Linked DNA regions of Rattus norvegicus: region 2 is linked to region 1. The links are chromatin contacts, called in public Hi-C maps. All regions are on one chromosome and are shown on one strand. Each heading gives the region's core, a stretch centred on a gene start, on an enhancer-like site or on the middle of the called end of the contact. The rest is flanking DNA. Distances are from core to core; before and after follow the strand shown. Region 1 overlaps Lhfpl2 (LHFPL tetraspan subfamily member 2). Region 2 overlaps Lhfpl2 (LHFPL tetraspan subfamily member 2).

Evidence for each region. Hi-C and Micro-C count contacts between places; a contact is called where the count stands out from the background.
Region 2: a Hi-C map of Schwann cells shows a contact between it and region 1, with 1.7 times the contacts expected there. The contact joins two enhancer-like sites. A contact is called at or near these places in 4 of 12 Hi-C or Micro-C datasets (Schwann cells, frontal cortex, liver and 1 more) and 1 of 1 datasets of contacts at active chromatin or transcription factors (oligodendrocytes).

Annotation. Positions count from the first base shown.
Region 1 is chr2:27,104,732-27,108,387 of GRCr8, reverse strand. The region is part of intron 1 of Lhfpl2 (LHFPL tetraspan subfamily member 2); the gene reads right to left. Among named protein-coding and RNA genes, the nearest start is that of Lhfpl2, 25 kb to the right of the region's middle. Within about 2 kb of position 1,892, at least 19 of the 93 cell types and tissues checked have an H3K27ac peak or open chromatin away from gene starts, as enhancers often do. A contact at or near this core is called in Schwann cells, where this site is marked.
Region 2 is chr2:27,141,553-27,144,990 of GRCr8, reverse strand. The region is part of intron 2 of Lhfpl2 (LHFPL tetraspan subfamily member 2); the gene reads right to left. Among named protein-coding and RNA genes, the nearest start is that of Snrpn-ps5, 9.3 kb to the left of the region's middle. Within about 2 kb of position 1,815, at least 29 of the 93 cell types and tissues checked have an H3K27ac peak or open chromatin away from gene starts, as enhancers often do. A contact at or near this core is called in Schwann cells, where this site is marked.

The sequences.
Region 1 (3,656 bases), core at 643-3,142:
CTGAGATGTATGGTCTTCCTGGGGACACCCCAATCCTTCAGAGCAGGACCTACCCACCCCCAACCTGTTTCAGGTTTGTACCCCTGTCACTCAGTAAGCATGTGATGGTTAGGCCCTTGCCATGGTTTCGATGATGGCATCCCCTCCTAATTCATGGCGCGACAATCCCCAAGGCAACAGAAGCAAGAGGTAGGGCCGGTGCTCCACTCAGCAGTACATATGCTAAGGCTGTAACAGCAGAGGGAAAGTCAGAATGGCCCCTACATGGGGGCAGGTCTGTGAAGTGTTCAACAATAGAGAGGAAAATGGAACTGGGGCCTGGAGGTCTGGGGTGACCACACAGGGCTCTGCCTTCAGATGTGGATTAGTTCTCTTGTAAAACAGCTCCAGGTAGTCCTCAAGGGGATAAGGACGCCACAGGAAGACCAACAGAGTCAACTAACCTGGACCCTTGGGGGCTCCCATAGACTTAACCCCCAACCACAGAGCAAGCATGGCCTGAACCTAGGCCCTCCACACATATGTAGCAGATGTGCAGCTTGGTCTTCATGAGGGTCCCCCAACAACTAGAGTGGGGCTGTCTCTGACTGTTGCCTGTCTGTGGGTTCTGTTCCCCTAACTGGGCTCTCTTGTCTGACCTTAGTCCTGCACGACTTGATATGCCAGGGTGGGGTAATACCCAGGAGAGGGGCCTCCCCCTTCTCAGAGAAGAAGGGGAAAGGGGGATGGGGGAGGGGCTGTGATTAGGATGTAAAGTAAATAAATTAATGAAAAGAGAGAGAGAGAGGAGAGGAGGGGGAGGGGAACAGGAGAGGAGGGGGAGGGGAAGAGAAGAGGAGGGGAGGGGGAGGGGGAAGGGGTGGGGAGGGGAGGGGAGGGGGAGGGAGGAGAGGAGAGGAGAGGAGAGGAGAGGAGAGGAGAGGAGAGGAGAGGAGAGGAGAGGAGAGGAGAGGAGAGGAGAGGCTCCTGGTGGAAAGGAGGTCTCCTCACCTTTCACTAAGCAAGGCTACCAGAGCAAGGTCCCATCTTGGAAGCAAGGGCGTCCATGTTACCATCCAGCATGAACTTGCCAGTCTTCAGAGCTATAGAAATACTTTTCCTTATCTGTTATGCAGACTAGGAGCTTTGTTTATTTCTTCATTTGATTTATTTATCTTATCTTCTTTTTTTCCTTTTCTCTTTTTCCAATGCTAGGAATTGAGTCCAGAGCCTTAAAGCATGCCAGGTAAGCACGTGACCACTGAACAACCCCACCAGTCCTAAGGCACAGTTTTGTAGTAACAAGAACAAGAACAAGAACAACAACAACAACAACAAAGAGATACCCCAGAAGCAGTTAACCTGTTCCTTCACTGACGTAGGGAATAGAAGTTAAGGGCTTGGCACCGTGGCGAGTATGTTGAATGTACTCAGTGAAGATGTTGCTTTTAATACAGCTGGCACTCGGAATGTATTCGTTATCTGACCCACTTTTTTTAAAATTTCCTCTGACTACCACCCTCAACCCCTCTGGAAAAGACTGCCGTATGCTCAACACCTGGGTGGGCACCATAGTCTGTGGTGGGCTCTGACGAGGCTTCCTGCATCAGCACCTATGATGCAGGCTGGAGTAAGTCCTAACACCACACAGCCGTTACATCCGAGCTTGGCGTTCTCCCTCCCTACCCCTCCCAGCCCTCCCCAGCCCTCCCCACCCCTCCCGACCTCACCCACCGAGCTTCTGTAAGAAACTGCCAAACACTTCTGTCATTATTTTTTAAAGTTTTCATCTGCCTCTCTTCAAAGTTCGTAAGTACTTTTCATTCTGTGTCGGCCCACACAAGCCTCTCCTTTGTCTGATCTCACAGGGCACTCGGTCGGTTGGGACCACACAGCTCGGCAGTGAATGGCCTCCTAGCGTGTCACACAGACCGTGTGCCTCTCCAGAAAAACTGAGTGGCTCAAGGCAGAGTAGGACAGGTGGTCCTCGAAACGCACAGGCGAACGCCCCCTCCCACACGCTCTTTCCTTCTTGAAGGTTTCACATCCATTTTATAAAACCAGCAAATGCTAAGCGACGGGGCAGGCATGGGCCACATCAATGACCCCTGTCCTGTTCGTGTGCTGAGAGGTCGGTCTCTACAGTAACGAAGCCACAGCGCGGTGGCTTCCAGTCACCTCTGGTACTGTTCGGTCTGTGCACAGTATTATAAATGAAGAGGGACTGAACTGGGTCACGGTCTTGTTTGTTTCCTTAAAAAGGATCTAAGCGGTGATCCTGAGGCTGCAGAATTTTATCTGCCAACGTTGCAAAGCCGAAGAAACATGAGGTGTCTTTCCAAACTCGACAGTTTCCGAGCAAGTTCCTCCTCTCCGTTCCAAAATTATCAGTCACTGATTGCAACAAGCGACAGCTCTAGCTGGCCTCGGCTGGCCTTTACAAACTGCAGAGGGCCTGGTGGTCAACAGCACGGGTTGTTCAGAACCACGTCCTGCTGAGCTGGGAGGTCTCTCGGAGAGTTTGTATCTGTGGCGTCTCTTGAAGCATTCACTCACTACTGTCACTTTGAGGATTCAAAACCATTCCTAGTTAGCACACCGGCTCACGCCCCCAACCCCACCTTCATGGTTGTCCTAGTGTGTAAGCTCTCAGCACCGTGCCTGCCTGCCAGCCTGCCTGCCTGCCGCCATTCTCCTGTCATGATGATCATGGACTCCCCCTCTGAAACTGTAAGCCAGCCCCCATTTAAATGATTTCGTTTGTAAGTTACCTTGGCCATGGTATCTAATCCCAGCATTTGAAAAGTAACTAAGCTACACCCCAAACAAACTCCTCCTCCATGGACTGGACACAGCCTTATGAAAGGGGTTCTCAAGGGCCGACTCCCATGATGCACAGCAGGACTGCCAGGCAGACGCCATCTTTTTAACTCTACAGTCTTAGCCCTTGGCAACAAGAAAACTCCTGCTGTCCGTGATGTTCCTGCAGCCTTGGTAAAGGGACAATGCTGACCTCTAGCAGCGGCAAACAGTTATCAAAGCGTCTGGGCAGAGCCCAAGGTCTCCATGAAGCAAACAGCACCAATATTGGCAAGAAGAACAAAAAGAAACAGAAGACACTTTGCCTCCCTTAGAGGAAGCTGGAAGCCTGTGCCTTAATTAACTGCTTGATCTATCACCCTGAGTCTGCAATCTTGTCTCTCAGTCACTTCTGTATCCCCGCTTCACCTCAGCTGCATGTGTGCCAGCTGCCTTGAAAATCAGCATTCAGCTGGGTCTCTGGGTGCGAGCATGGGAACCCCAAGGAAGAACGCCCAGTGTGTGTGTGTGTGTGTGTGTGTGTGTGTGTGTGTGTGTGTGTGTGTAGAGTGTTTTCCAAGTATTCCTTGATTACCGAACAAGAACACATCCTCTAGGGCCAGGGCCCAATGAGCAATGCCTCGTTTCCCCGTTACTCCTGACTTTCTCAGGAGCCCCCATGGCCTCCCATTTCCAATGAAAATCCCGTGTGAGAAGCTGTGCCTCATGTACTCTGCTGTGGCCTGTCCTCTCTTTCTGAGACTCCTTGCTACTCTAGTGAGAAAGCTCTGGGAAGAAGTCCCTTAACATACTCTAGCAGTGAGGTTTAAAAGACCTGGCCTCTGATAAAGTTACTAAAACGGGTCCCAAGCCCTACA
Region 2 (3,438 bases), core at 566-3,065, 37 kb before region 1:
CAGGCCCTTATAGCAGTTTTTGGGTTTGTTTTTGTTTTTTGTCTTTTTTAAAATGCATCCCAGTTGCTAAACACTAGTCTTCATGTCATGGTATGACTGAGCTCTTTATATATTATGTATAAAAAATATATATGATTATATATGATTCTCTTTATATGTATTTACATATATACTTATATCTTTGTATTTCTTTAGAGTACAGTTTATAAAAAGATAATTCTCTAATATATCTTGGACGCATACATTAAATTGCTTATAGAAAGACCCTAGTGTACAAATCTCTACACTTAGTGGGCATCCAATGATACCTCTTTGGATTGATGCTTAATTCTGGCTGCCTTATAACACATCTATTCTCCATTTTCTACCAAGTGATTACTAGACGCTAGCGAATTTGTATTCATCTGTGGCATCTTTTTTAAAAAAATTATTTCTACTTCTTAAGTGTGTGTGCATATATGCACATGGTACACATGGTGCCTTTGGAGAGGCTGGAGGTGCTGTGTTTCCCTTGAAGCTGGAGTCACAGGTGGTCGTGAATCACCCAATATGGGTTCTGGTAATGGAATTTGCATTCTCTGAGAGAGTAGCACATGCTTCTTTTTTTTTTTTTTTTTTTTTTTTTGGTTCTTTTTTTCAGAGCTGGGGACCGAACCCAGGGCCTTGCGCTTCCTAGGTAAGCACTCTACCACTGAGCTAAATCCCCAGCCCCTAGCACATGCTTCTTAACCTAAGTCAAATCTGCAGGTCCAACCTGTGATGTGGAAACTACTACAGAGGTGCTGTCTGTGTAGAGAAACCAAGAGCCCCCACCCTGGAGGCCAGAAGTCTCCTGTGCCTGGCTTTCACCAAAAAGGAAAGCTGCTTTGTCCTCATAATTCTCCTTAAGTCCCCTTTCCCTGGGGAGACTTGAAGTTGCTTGGCAAGGCACTCTGCCTTCTTTCTCAGGGCTTTGTCAGTGGGAAAAAGTATGGTCAGGTTCTTCTTCGTCCCAAGACCCTCTTTGTTTCTCTCCTCTTTCTTAGTGATTTCATCCTTCTGATCTTGAATGAAGGAACAGGGAGAGGAAAATTGTACGTGGAGGCCGAGACCAGGCTGGGCTGTGCGTACCACCTGATGCTGCTGCTGTATTTCACACGATGGGGAAAAGTAATGATACCAGTTCCAGATGGCATCCATGGCTTATCTCACACCCACTCGCCCCTCATAGACAGATGTGAGTTCAGGAAGGTTAAACCTGGATGGAACTCGTGGTGTCTGATGTGCCCTCTATACCTCCACTCACTCATTCGAGTTCATGGGGGAAGACCAAGCCTCTCGGGCAATGGTGGTGTTTACATGCCCACTCACTCCTCTTACATGCACACTCACCTTCATGAACACAAGGCCTGGATGGCAGCTGGTTCTACACACAGCCGCTCACACTTAGCTTTGGTGTCACGGTCATCAAAGCCCCTTACGTCCTCTCACACTCTGTTACCGCTTTCCCTCTGCACAGTCTCGCCCCCTCTCTACCACTCTGCTTACTTCATGGCCTCGGCTGGGGTTCCCATGGCCACACCCTCCACTGCAGACCTGCAGAACAGCCTACAGCAGTCTGTCTGCTCAGAACGGACAAACAGCTCCTCACTGAGAATGCCCTGCAGGGCTGATCACACAGAGGGCCGACTGGAGTAGAGTATGGAATCCAACAGACAAAAAAAGAAGCTTGTGAGACTGGACTGGGAGACAGCAGACAGCCAAGCCCAGCATCCCTCATGGCAAATCCCAGCTGAATAGTCCCTGCCAACACCACCGAGCCAAGTTCTGAGCTCATTTGAATGGCTTCTGTCCCAAACCTGAGTCACCGGGGATTCCACGGACTTCCACGTTCACACTCTATGCATTTCCAAAAAACAAACTGCCTGATGTTGTCATGGAAAACCTGGATCCTTGCATTCTACAGTTTCAGTATGGATTGCATCCAGGTCACAACCTACGGAAGACAGCTGGCAAAAGTCAGCCCCGCTGGCCAACAAGCCAGCTTTGGTAATGGGTCCCAGAGGGATCAGAACCCATGTGTGCTGCTGTCTCTGCCAAGTCCCAGACACGCTCTCCTCCAGTGCACACGGGTCTGGAGTCTCTGCAGTCAGGGAAGTCTGAGCCGCCACCTGCAGTCAGACTCAAGTGAGGAGAAAGAGGAAGGAGAGAGGAAGAAGCTCTGCTCTCGTCTGCTCCTTAGAACCGTAATAGAAGACCCAACCGTCCAAAGCCTCAGGACGGCTCTGTACCTGAGCCCTACGGCCTCATTCCAGGCAGGCAATCCAGGAACCAGAGAGCAGCACCAGACAGAAAATCCAGGACTTGAAGACAATATGGCCAATTACAGCGGCTTATAAAAGGGATCGTGTAGGGTGACGCCATGGTGCAGCAAGGCCAGTTCATTAGATGAGAAGGAAGGGTAGGCTGGGGAAAAAGTCGAGGAAGGAGAGAGGAGAAAAAAGACGAAGATGGCGTCTACAGAGGACGACGGTTCAGATTTAGGTGAACTAGATCGATTTTATCTTGTCTAGGTGGGCGGTTTATATCTCTATCAATTCTAGTGAATTTATTGTGTGGATGAATCGTGGACTGAGAAATTGACATGTAAATCTAATTGCTAAATTACAAGTTTCTGGAACTTTGATTTTTACCGGGCTAAAGAGGACAGCGTGTGAAAGAAATGACTGAGAGGCAGTTGGAGCATGCGAAACTGGTTCTGTTGCCCATGCAGAGTGAGAACCATGCAAGGGCCCGCAGAACAAGGCGTGTGTGTGTGTGTGTGTGTGTGTGTGTGTGTGTGTGCACGCGCGCGCACGAGTGTGTCTGTGTGAGGCATGGAAACTACCGCCTAGGGGACCACTCGGCGAGGGCAGCTAAAAGAGAGACAGCCAGCAGAGGGCAGCTTGCCTGGTAGAGTAGCAGCCGGCGTGAGTGGCTCCGGCAATTGGGAACCAATAGAAAAATGTTCCTTTTTAATTTTTACCGCAACAGTATCCTGTTCCTTAGAACACAAAAGCTTGGTAAGAAAGCAGTAACTTTCACGATCACCACAGAGCTACCACCGTTTCCCAGACGTCAAACATCATGCTTGCCCTGCCAACACACTATCTACCTTAACCCTCAAGCAGCCTCCAGTTAAGCACTGTGATTAGACTTGATTACAGGCAGGCAGACGTGGAACTTAGAGGAATGGGCTCAGTTGGTCAGTGTCTCAGGCCTTCTGAGGTAAGGCTTAACTCCAGTGACGGCCAGAAGTGATTGCTGAACACTGAGGCAGGGATGTCTAGCTTCCTGGCTGCCAAGAGGTCAGGCCTTGAAACAAATCCTGCTATTTCGGTTAACTGTACTTGTTGCTTTTAACATAACAAAATTTCTGAGATGACAGTATCTTCCACACATAATTCTGAGGCCAAAATA